Linked DNA regions of Cricetulus griseus: region 1 is linked to region 2. Evidence: chromatin contacts called from public Hi-C data. All regions are on one chromosome and are shown on one strand. Each heading gives the region's core, a stretch centred on a gene start, on an enhancer-like site or on the middle of the called end of the contact. The rest is flanking DNA. Distances are from core to core; before and after follow the strand shown. Region 1 has its middle 75 kb from the start of Pitrm1. Region 2 holds the start of Klf6 (Krueppel-like factor 6).

Region 1 (6,215 bases), core at 3,352-5,851, 590 kb after region 2:
CTTCCTAACCTCTTGCTTTTAGGTCTCCTCTCCTTCTCCATCTGCTCATCTTCTCCATTCCTTCATTCTCCGTCCTATTTTCATGTCATACATATAAACACATACACACACACACACACACACACACACACAGAGAGAGAGAGAGAGAGAGAGAGAGAGAGAGAGAGAGAGAGAGAGTTTATACGTCTGTAAAGAAGTCTGGATAGAACCACAAATGAGAAAAGGCATGCATTATTTTTCTTTCTGCTTCTGACTTACTTCACTTAATATTTTGATATTCAGTTACATTCATTTTCCAGGAAATGGCATAATTTCATTCTTTTTCACGGCTGAATGAAATGCCACTGTTGATCCCATTTACTTTATCCCATTGCCTTCTAGACACCTCGTCTGATTGCATAACTTGGCTATTGTGCTCAATAAACATGGTTACATGAAGATCTCTGTGGTGTGTTGACTTAAAGTCCTTTGGGTTTATACCCAGAAGTGCTGTAACAACCACACGATAGTTATATTTTTAGTGCTTTGAGGAAACTTGATGCCAGTTCTGAAAAAAACTTATTAACTGAAAGTAGAAATGGAGAGATAGCATTTAATCAGATCTTCTCACTAGAATTTTGTAGCAAAGATTTATCTAAGACTTATATACTATCACAGAGTTTGGAGAAATTAAATCTACCCAGTAAATGCCGGTTGTTATATTGACTTAGCAACCCACGAACCACTTTGCCTCTAAAAACTGTCTGCTTTCATAACTTAGAGATTGCTCAAGTTTTCACCCCAATTATTTGGATGTTTCAAGATCATCTGTGCTTTCTATGAAGAAAATGTCATGATAAAGAAGTCAGATTGGTTAGCTAGATTCCTTTTTAGAAAATACTTCTGTTTCTGAAGTTTCAAAGCAAACATTATATTTTAGCCAAATTAAGTCAGATTCACTCTTTTTGGGAAATTGCACTCAATCAAGTAACTGATGACTTCCATCATCACTCCTTTCTATCCACTCAGAAACAGCATCCTTCCCAAAGTTCAGAATTCAAATACATGTTTTATGGAGCTCTGTTTTCTGGAGTATTTTACTCTGGGGCTCATCTATGCAAAGATGAGAAGGCAAATAAGAAAGCACTATTCCACCCACAAGATTCTAATTTTCAAACTCAACACTGAACAGTGGGAAGTGAAAATGTTTTCAATGTTCCTAAACTAAAATGGGTGTTGGTAGATCTCTGAGTCCACGGACCACACCTACCCATGTTATTTTCCCCAAAACACTCCTTGGTTTCTATGAAGGAAAAAAAAATAGATACCCTAGCAGGTCCCTGAACAGAAACCACAGCAAAATAAGAGCTGAGTCACGGCTGCATTAAACATTCTCCAGACTGCTAGTTGCTCTCTGGTGAAAGAAATCAGTGAGAACAAATCTTTGCAAACTGCCCTACTCAAAGGCTTGTGTCAAGCAAATACATTGGGAAATAAGTCCTCTCTTAAAATAAAAATAAGAATAGATTTGCAGAACATCATGAGAATGGATATATTGAGAACTGACAATTTAACCTAATAAAGGGAAAGCAGGCTCTAAAGCTAAAAAGGTCATACCTTCACTGCTGCAGATGCTCAGTCATGAAATGAAACAGAGGAACAAGAATCTCATATCTACTTCCTCCAGCACCTGGCTTGCCTTCCCTTTCTCTGCTCTGTTGACCCCTTCATCATATTTAGAATAAAACTGCACAAAGCTCTGTGCCTTCTTATAAAGGATGATGCTCGCTGGATGGAAAAAAAGAAATAGTGGTCATGCTTATTGAGAACAATCTTATTGAAAACACAGTTTCTGTTAGTGAATAAGTTATTTAGCACTAGAAAAAGTACTGAAAGTCTAGGATGGCTCAGCTAATGAAACATTCATCTTCCAAGCATGGTAACCAGAGTTTAACCCCCAGAAGCTACATAAAAAGCTGGGCATGGTGGCATTTACCTATAATGCCAGCAGTGGAAAGGTGGAAACCTGGAGGGTGTCTGGAGCTTGCTGTAGCTGGTCTAGCCTGCTCTGCAAACTCCAGGTTTCTGTGAGAATTCTTACCTCAAATAGCAACATGGAGAGTGGCTGAGGATGGACACCTAGACTGATCTCCACATATAGGTACACACATGCATCTATATAAGCCTTAATGCATAACACATATTTTCGAAATGTTTTTAAAACTTTGTGATTTAATAATGTCTTATTTATAGGGTAAAGTTGGGTGTGGGGCACATTTAGATGTTTAGAACATAATACATATATATACAATTATACAAAATAGGTTATTCTATACTTTATCACATGTATCACATTTAAAATTTATCTGTTCTAGTTGCTGACTCACCCCTTCTCCCTCCCTCACTCCCTTTTTCCCTTTACTCTTTCCTTCTCCCTTTCTTCCCTCTCTCCTTCCCTCATTTTCTCCATATCCTCCCTTCCTCCATCCTTCCCTCCCTCTCCCTCCTCGTCCTTCTTCCTCAGTGTTCACAAATGTCCGATAAAGCAATTTTACAACTCACAACTTTACAAATATTGAGAAAGGACTCCTTCTGGCACCACTGATGGTCTGTATGACATCTATAAGTTTCTCTCTAAAATCGGGGTCTAATCTAATACCATAGGATATGAAAAAAGCAAAAGGAGGAAGAGGAGGAGAAGGAGGAAACACGGACATATTGATTTTTGGGTGGCTCCATAAACACATTGGAGAGACTCTACATTAAAACAACTCATTTCAAACAAAGTGGGCTTTAGAATTCTAGGACAATGTGGCCCAAGGCAGCTAGCTGTCTTCATGGCCTCCCCTCTATACCCTAACTGACTTGAGCAGCCCTGAACCTTCATAGCTGTCCCTGGCAAGTCCATGTCTCTTTGTGGTGAAGTCCAGAAGCTAGTGCCTTGCACTGTCCAGATGTAGCTACATCTGAGCATGAAGTAGCATCCTTTCTGTGCTGGGATTCATAAGCTATGGCTGGCTTTGGAAGTGCTAGTCCACCATATTAGAAAATCTCTGAGATCTGAGGCAGGGATGGACCCATGGATCTCATCATTTCACACAATAATTCTTTGATGAGGAGAGTGATCATTGTTAAATCAAAGATGTCCACATTAACACAGCCACAGAACTTTTCATGGAACAAAAAGAGGACCCTGAGAACATTTCCATAAACCACTTATATATGCACATCTTTTGCAGTGCTGGGTATGGAACTCAGACATGCACATGCTAAGCAAGCATTCTATCGCAGAGCTACATTTCCAGCTTGACTCACTCACTCTTGATCAGAATGAAAACAATTTGGTACACTTAGCATTTCATGCAACTACACAACTCTATGGAAGATGACTGAGTGTAACCTTTACATTTGGGTCTCTGATAATGAAGACTAAAGGAAAAATGGTAGACGTAGTCTTGGAGTCAGCTGAGAGTGGAGTGTTGTGACCAGGGAAGCAAACTCTTCAAACATGTGAGTGACCGTTTCTGTCTTCTGCAAACTTTAGGTAGCAGTCTGATAACATTCTGAAACTGCACACAACCAGCCTCAGCTACATCAGACCTGTCCACTCTTCTGCTTCTCAGAAAGAAAAAGCTGGAGGAGGGCCAGCCAGTCTCAGAAACGCACCCCACTCTGTGACCATTGCTGCTGCAGGGTAAAAAACAATACGGCCAATGCCATTGCTCCCAGCAAACCACGGGAATCAAGCCTCTCTGAACTTTATTTATTGAATTTCTCGGACATCAACATGAACAAAAAGAATTTTTTTTACACCAGAAAGGTCAAATGATGATTGAATTATTGTAAAATTTATTACTACCCCATCACTGTTCAAAAAGCCTTTGTCATATGTGCCCTCTCTCTTTCTCTCTCTCTCTCTCTCTCTCTCTCTCTCTCTCTCTCTCTCTCTCTCTCTCTCTCTCTCTCTCTCTCGTACATATATATGTATGTGTATGTTGATATATATCCTAATACATAATATATATATACACTAATTGCATCCAATATGTACATATGGATGTTATTTATAAAGCAGGGGCCTTTTGTACAGTTGATAATTTAATGGCTGAATTAAAATAGTTGAAAATGAACTGGGGTGTCAGTCAGTATGCCTCCAATGCTTTGGATCCTTGGGTTGCATTCCCAGTACCAAACCAACAAATAAACAAGTGGCACACATTACCTGTTCTACTTTATAGCACTGCAATGCCTCTCATTTTTCTTTTGTGTGTGAGTGTTGAGAGGGGAGAATGTGCTTGTGGAAGCCAGAGAACAGTGCTGTCCATCTTTCTGAGACAACGTCTCTCATCCTGAAGCTTATCCATTCAGCTAGCAGACCTGTCTGTCACTGTCTGCCCATGGCTGAAATCACTAGCACATTCCATGACCTCCGGCCTTTTTTAATGTGTTTTGTTTTTAATTATGTACGTACTGCATACTGTATGTGTGTGGCTGTATGTAGATATATGCATAATGGTTCAGGTTCCCACGGAGACCAGAAGAGAATGCCAGCTCTTCTAGAGGTGGAGTTACAGGCAGTTGTAAGTCACACTGCGTGGGTGTTAGAAGCCAAACTCCAGGCCTCTGCAAGCACAGTATGCATTCTTAACCACTGAGTCATTTCTCTGGGTCAATGTCTGGCTTTTTACACGCTTCTGAGGATCAAATCTGGGTCCTCATGCTTACAGAGAAAGCGTATAATCAACTGCACCATTCCTGAACCCTCTTTCCTCTTTGTCGTATATTAGCATGCTGTCTAACTAGCCCTCTATCCTGTGTATCCAGCCTCCTGCAGAGAGAAAGAATGCTTACTTCCTCTCTCAGTACTGTGCACTGTGCTATCCATCCCACTGGGCCTCATTTGTGTGCAATAAATTGATTTTTTTAAAAAGAAAGTGACAGCCTATTCCCTACTCTTTTACAAAATATTTTAACAACTTCATCCGACACCAACTAAATTTCTCTATAACATAAACTGGGTGGTTGCTTTTGAAATTGCTTTGTAGAGAGCAATGGTTCTTATTAATGAAAGTGCATCAAACCTACCAGAACTCAGGCAGTTTCACAGCCTCTGTGGGCTCAAGACTGCTGGATTCCAGTCAACTGGAAGTCTAAGTTTTGAAAAACCTTAACTGGAATGATAATTTAGCAATGAGAATGAAGAAATGAAGTCAGTCAGCCTAATCACCATCCTATACCTTTCATTTGGCCTGACTGTGCTAAGGTCTGGAGTTCAGAGACAGAGAGCTGAGAGCACCCAGTCGGCCCTCTGTCTGTGCATCATGTCATCACAATTCACCCAGAGACAGGGAGCACTAAAGTCATTCACCAGAGAGATTATGCACCCCAGGAAGTTACTTCAGCTGTTTTACCTGTTCCTTTCCATTACATGCATCCTCTCCAAGATCACAAGACGAACTTTAAAGAAATCGTTAAGTCCCACTCAAGTGGCCTTGACTCTTGCTTTGTCGCTTCATTGTCTTGATGATATCTTCAAGCCGTCTCTGAAGCCATGTTTTTTCCACAGCCAGGCCTTCCTCTCTCCATACCAGCATCCCGAGTTCATACATCTGAGCTCATAGACTGGCTGAACTGGGCTACACACGGCATCCAATCTTTGCAGCAATTATTAATACTGTGATGTCTCATCCTTATATCCTCCTTAGTGTTAGGAATGAGCTTGCATTGTCATGTGCCCATATGTCCCTTCACAACCCAGGCTCCATCAAAAGTATTAAGGGTGTTGAGATTTCTCTTGGTTTTCACTCTCACAGAAACTGAAGAGGAATTCCATACTCCAACCTCCAGAATTCTCCAGCGTGGAGCACCCCAGTCCTTGTCTGATCTCCATGGTCGGAGAGGAGCATAGACTCTTTACTCAGTAAGGGACTATGCATCATTTATGCTTCAGTGCCCTCTTACAGGCAATGTTTTGGCTTATGGGAGTGAACCAACAGGTAAAGAAGTGCCTGACCCCTGAGGCAAGAATAGAAACAACATCTGCAAGTATGTTTTCAGCATGTATCACAGTTAGCCACGTAGACACTTGGTAATCCAAAGTTAGCTCTGCAGTGCACAGTACTTTTGAAGTTAGAAGTTTGGCTCCTGAAAGGGAGAGGCTTTAAGAACTAGGTCAGCTCATGTGAAATGCTTTGCCAAGCTAAGTGGTTGAGAGTGGCCTAGTTTGGAGCATCTGA
Region 2 (5,775 bases), core at 417-2,916:
GTTCACCCTATGTATGTGTGTCCTAAAGCCATTTCCATTCCCTTCCTGGAAACAAAATATAAACACATAACTCAGAGAGGGACAGGTTTGCCTCTTTGTCACTAGGGTAAATGGGATGAATGAAGGCCAATGGTCACCTTCATGTATTCCAAACAATACGCATTCTTCTTCTTTTTTTGGAAAGATAGCTTTTCCCAACTTAGCACTCATTAAGTATGCCCACCTAAGAACCTTATAAGCTTACAGTTCTGGTACATGCATCTGTTTAGACTTCTAAAATTAAATACGAAAAATCTTCTAAAATTATTTTACATAGTTTATGTTTAAAAGGATACTATTCATTAAGTATTACTTTTGAAGTTGTCATAATTGGTTTTTGCTGTTGTTGTTGTTTTACTCAAAAATATAGTTGCTCAGTCTTCATTTTTTAAATGAACATCATGGTGTGCTTTAGGAGACAATTTATATGAACAGAAATTAATGTCAGCTTCAGCTTAATTTAAATTGTTTACACATCCTCGGGAAAGCCTGCTAACCTGGTGAGGCATCTTGGAGCCTGCCTTCCGCAAGATAAACAGATTTCTACCCCATATACAGCAGAATCTGTATCATATTAGAATGAGAGCCGTGCATCAAGCGCAAGGGCATTTTTAAGCTGGAGATGCCTAGCAATCCAACTTGGGGTGGTGCCAGGTCATCCGTGTGAGCTTGCTAAAGCCCAATCGGGTTGTTTGGGGTGCTATCTTAAAAGCTGCGCTTACAACTTCCAATAGATAAAATTCATTCCAGAGAATCTGAGTGTAACTAACCCACGGGTCAGGTAAGGCTCTTTCTGGGTGCTCCCAAGTGTGGGTTATTTTGGAGAACGAGCGAGTCTCGGGATCCCTTCAGCCCCCTCCCAGGGATCCAGACAGAAATTACCATACAGGGACTCTAGTGCACCAAGTTCCCCTGCTGTTTGTTCCTACGGTCCCATCACTACACAGGGATCCGCGGGCCTGTTTGCGCCCACTCCGGCCACCTCAGTATCTCTGAGTATGGAGAGGATTCCGGACAAAGAGAGAAATCAGGGGACCAAGCAGAATGGAGGGTGAGGGAAGGATCAGGGGACACCGGCATCGAGCACAGAGGGACGGATGAAGTGAAATAAGGGGACCGGGCAGATATCAGCTCCCTTGTTTTGCTGGGTCCCGGTCCGGGTGACGGGATCAGAAGGTGGAACCGGGCGGCTGGGCGGCGGGGACAGGTGCTGGATTGCCCCGGCCAGGTTCCTCCAGCTCCGGCCGCACATTCTCCGGCCGCACATTTGCGGCGTTCGGCCGTGCACCTCCCAGCGCCGACTCCTTCGGCGCCTCGTAGCCCTCGCCATTTATACCCTGCTAAAAATAGCCTGCGAGTCGTCTTCCCAATCAACTCAGGCCGAGTTCGAATTGCACCAATAGAGAGGCCCGTAATGGAGAGGCTCGGTCACGCCAGGCGGGGCCGCCTTGTGTCCGCACCGGCGATTGGTGCAAGCTGACATCATCGTCGCGCTGCCCCCGGGACAGGCGCGGCCGGATTGGGTATCACTGGGGGCGGAGCTCCAAGCTGGTCACGTGGGGGAGGAGGAGTGGGGGGAGCCAAGCGGGGGAGGAGGGGGGAGGCTGGCAGCGGAGCTTTGAATAGGGAAGTTTTGCAGGGGTTACGCTTGCAGTCAGTCCGCTGTTTGCAAATATTGCGTGGGCTCGGCGCGCTGCGGGCTGCGGGAGGGTCCGGACCCGGCGTCCGATTGCAGCGCCATCCAGTTTGCATGAAACTTTCACCTGCGCTCCCGGGGACAGTTTCTGCTCCGACTCCTGATCGCTCTCCTCCCTGTTTTCCCGACAGCGAGGACTGTCTTTTCCAACCCGACATGGATGTGCTCCCAATGTGTAGCATCTTCCAGGAACTACAGATTGTTCACGAAACGGGCTACTTCTCGGCTCTGCCGTCCCTGGAGGAATATTGGCAACAGGTAAATACGGATTTTTTTTTTCTTCACGTGCCCGGTGCGCCGAGAAGGGAGTCTCGCGGAGGCGCAGGCAAGATGGTGTGTGCTTGGAAGTGCATCTTTTAAATAATGATTAGCGTTTGCCTAATTTAAAAAAATAAAGTAATGATCTTAAGATGCCCTTCTGTTGCCTGAAATGATGAAGGCACAGTAAAGCGAGCCTTCGGCGGCTAGGACTAGAGTTGTCATTTGTGTGGAGGCGAGCTCTTGTTCCCGGAACGTTTTTCTTTATTTCTTTATTTATTTTTCTGTTTTTGCTAATTCCGAGCTTCCAAGCGGCATCCACCTGAGGGGAGGGAACCCAAGATTTCTCTGCCGAATTCAGACCGGAGCCGTTGGCACAAGTTTGGGGCTTGTACCAGCTCCAAACTCCACAGCTGGACTTTGTCATATGAACGAGCTTGCCTTTACTGCCAAAAGATTTGATTTAAAGATTTTGTTTTGTTTTGATGTTTGTACACCCAGTGTTTTAAAGTATAATATTTCGCCTGCGGAACGCAGCAGCTTTTTTTTTTTTTAACTCAAGGCCATTTGCAGTTTCTTTTCCTTCTGGATAAATTCTTACATTCGCCAATGTCTGCCTTGTTTTTCTTACCTGCTTTTCTTGTTGACTGCGCGGCGGGTGTGTGTGGGGGGGGGGGCTGTTTGCACACAAGTGACTTGTCAGTCATATGACAATGAGTCCATTCCTAATTGCTTCGGGTCTTACTTTGGGGAAGAAAAAGATCTCGATTTCCGGCATTTTAATGGAACTAGAATTTGGGGCAACGGAAATAAAAGCCCCCCCCCCCGCCCCCCATTCTAAGTCTTAGGATTCCCTTAATGGCGTGACAGTCTCGAACACTTTTTACCATTGTCTCTAAAACGATGGTTTGGTGGATGTCTCTCTACCCTTCTGGGCTGGCTTTTTTTTTTTTTTTTCCTCCAAGTGAATTAGCAGATGAAATATATTCTGTGGGTTTCACAACCTCCCTGCCTTTAAAACGCATGAAAAGCGAAGTGCTGGCTGAAACCTCCACATGCCGGCTTAATTGTTCACAATCCTCTCCTGCCTTCTTCTCCCCCTCCTGGTTTTTCCTCCTCAAAGAAGCTGCTCCCTGGGACGTGATTGAAATTGATCTTAGTAGTTTCCTTTAGGCATTTGGGATTTGGGCAACAAGCCAGACTTGGCTCCTGGTCCCCTTCAGAGCCTTTTAAACTCCCAGAGAGCTGGGATCAGGTCCCCACTGCTCATCAGCATAATGGAGATTTTAAATTAGCCAGTTGATTAAAGTTTAACAAGATCTTCATAAATGTGCTCGCCTTTTCTTTGGAACATCAATAATATGTATCACCACCTCGATTCAGAATACTGTGTGCACTGTAACAGACATCGAATTTTGGGGGGAAAGAGAAAACAAGAACCCCCCACTCCACCCCCCCCCCCTTTGACTTGTGCCTGCTTGCTGTGTGAAGCATCTACAGGGAGGGATTAGGATCTCTGTATAGTGTGATAGAAGGCATTGTTTAGTAAGCATTAGCCCTTTTGCTGGTAGGCTGTGCTCAAGATGGTCTGTACCCTGATAACAATTTGTTGCAGTTTGGTTTCGAAATTTCTATCTGTAGAATGGAATAGTCAGCGGCACAGACATCCTTATATGGGCATGCAGGCAAGCCTAGTGAAAAATCAGGGCCGACATAATTTAATCCTAAAATGTTTCCTACCATTTTTCTTTTCCAGTGGCTAGAAAGTTTGAAATGGTGGGGAGAGGGGATGCTGATCTCTGCAGTTGTGTAGCTCCTTGAAAGGTTGGTTGCGGGGCTGGGGAAGGGGCACCCTGTCCATGGCACACTGCATGTATATTTGAGCCGGGTCCTTATTTGGCTGCTGGTCAGAATTTCAAAAGGAAGTCTCCTTTGGCATTGCGTGAAAGAAATAGGAGTGATGACTCATACTGTTGTACTCTTGGCCAGGAGATAAAGTCCTTGTTCATTGTGGGACTCCCAGAAGGGCCAGGGAGTAATTTCCCCTTTCCATCCTTTACAATAGCAGATGGCCATTCTGGAAGAATTCCTCCACTTGTGTTGTTGAGGTTTCTTGTTTCCTTCTGACCACAGTGAAGAAATCATTAAAGTTTGGTGGTATCCACAGCCCTGTACTTGGGAAATGACATTTAAAAATATACGTAGATATATATGTATATATATATATATATATCCTAGGTCTTAGTTACACAGGACATGGGAGGGTTCTCTTCCAATCTATTGATGTCCCTGAATACAGACAGATCTGCTGTCTGCTCTCTGACTACAGCCAGCCCTATATTGTCAGCTGTGTCCCTAAGGGGTGGGGGGGTCTTCAGACCATACTGTGTGCTGTGCAATCTTTCTGTCCTGTTGTGTGAATACTTGTGGATGGCTGGGGCTCTCAGTGATGCTCCTGGTTCTAGAGAATGTCAAACGATCTGGTTAAACCTGTTAGGTTGGTGGGAGGGGGTGTGATGTGTGGAAGGCTGATTTTCTTTGTGTGGTTTACCAGGATCCTCATTAGCAATGTCAACACTTGTAACTATAACAACAAAACAGGCCCAGTGATCATCACTCATTGTGGCCATTGGTCCAACACTGAAGAAACCAAGAGAGGCTTTACCTCTGCTTTTCCTTCGTATTCCTAGAAACAGCTTTTCTCTAGCATTCATGAGGAAATAGATTCCCATTACAGAAGACTTTGGCCCATAGTACGTGGCCCAGAAATAATTTATTTGTTCTTTGTTGCATGTTTTCTTTCTTTCTTTTTTTTTTTCTATGTGCTTTCAGTTCCACTTTCAGTAGTCGTAACAATCACGTGCCTTTTTGTGGTTCATTCTGCACAGACCTGCCTGGAGTTGGAACGCTATCTTCAGAGTGAGCCCTGCTACGTGTCAGCCTCTGAGATAAAATTTGACAGCCAGGAAGATCTGTGGACCAAAATCATTCTAGCTCGAGAGAAGAAGGAGGAATCAGAACTGAAGATTTCTTCTAGTCCCCCAGAAGACTCTCTGATCAGCCCCAGCTTTAATTATAACTTAGAGACCAACAGCCTAAACTCTGATGTCAGCAGCGAGTCTTCAGACAGTTCTGAGGAACTTTCACCCACGACCAAATTTACCTCTGATCCCATTGGTGAAGTCTTAGTCAGTTCAGGAAATCTGAGCTCCTCCGTCATTTCCACACCTCCTTCTTCTCCAGAAGTGAACAGGGAATCTTCTCAACTATGGGGCTGTGGGCCAGGAGACCTACCCTCACCAGGGAAGGTTCGAAGTGGAACTTCTGGGAAGTCTGGTGACAAGGGTAGTGGCGATGCCTCCCCAGATGGCAGGAGGAGGGTACATCGATGCCACTTCAACGGCTGCAGGAAAGTTTACACTAAAAGCTCCCACTTGAAAGCACATCAACGTACTCACACAGGTCAGTCCCCTCATGGGGCCTGGGAGGTCAGCCCCTGGTGGGCGCCAGTGAATTGCACCAGCCCTGGGAGGGAGCCAGGGCTCCTCAGGATGTGGTCACAAGCAAGGAAATCCTCACTTCCTTAATTCCTGTCACCAAGGAATTGGGTCTTTTTGGAGTTCAGAGTAGAATCTTAAAAGACTGGACATTTGAATCAGATGAATGGGTCATGCTTTCAGATTAAACAAGAGGCCAGATCACATTCTCCATCGACACTCAAACCTTCACCCACTCGGTGCTCATTTCCCCATTGTACATGCATCGTGCTATGTTGGGTTGCT

What was found. A called contact is a pair of places that touch in the nucleus more often than the background predicts.
Region 1: a contact with region 2 is called in a Hi-C map of the CHO-K1 cell line, with 8 times the contacts expected there. The contact joins the enhancer-like site here to the promoter of Klf6 in region 2. A contact is called at or near these places in 3 of 8 Hi-C or Micro-C datasets (the CHO-K1 cell line and fibroblasts).

The regions. Positions count from the first base shown.
Region 1 is chr3:231,109,975-231,116,189 of CriGri-PICRH-1.0, forward strand. No RefSeq gene overlaps it. Among named protein-coding and RNA genes, the nearest start is that of Pitrm1, 75 kb to the right of the region's middle. Within about 2 kb of position 4,602, at least 2 of the 6 cell types and tissues checked have open chromatin away from gene starts, as enhancers often do. A contact at or near this core is called in the CHO-K1 cell line and fibroblasts, where this site is marked.
Region 2 is chr3:230,518,037-230,523,811 of CriGri-PICRH-1.0, forward strand. Klf6 (Krueppel-like factor 6) reads left to right here and starts at 1,667. Exons shown (of 4, transcript XM_027405085.2): 1 at 1,667-1,993; 2 at 4,882-5,455. The coding sequence starts at 1,790.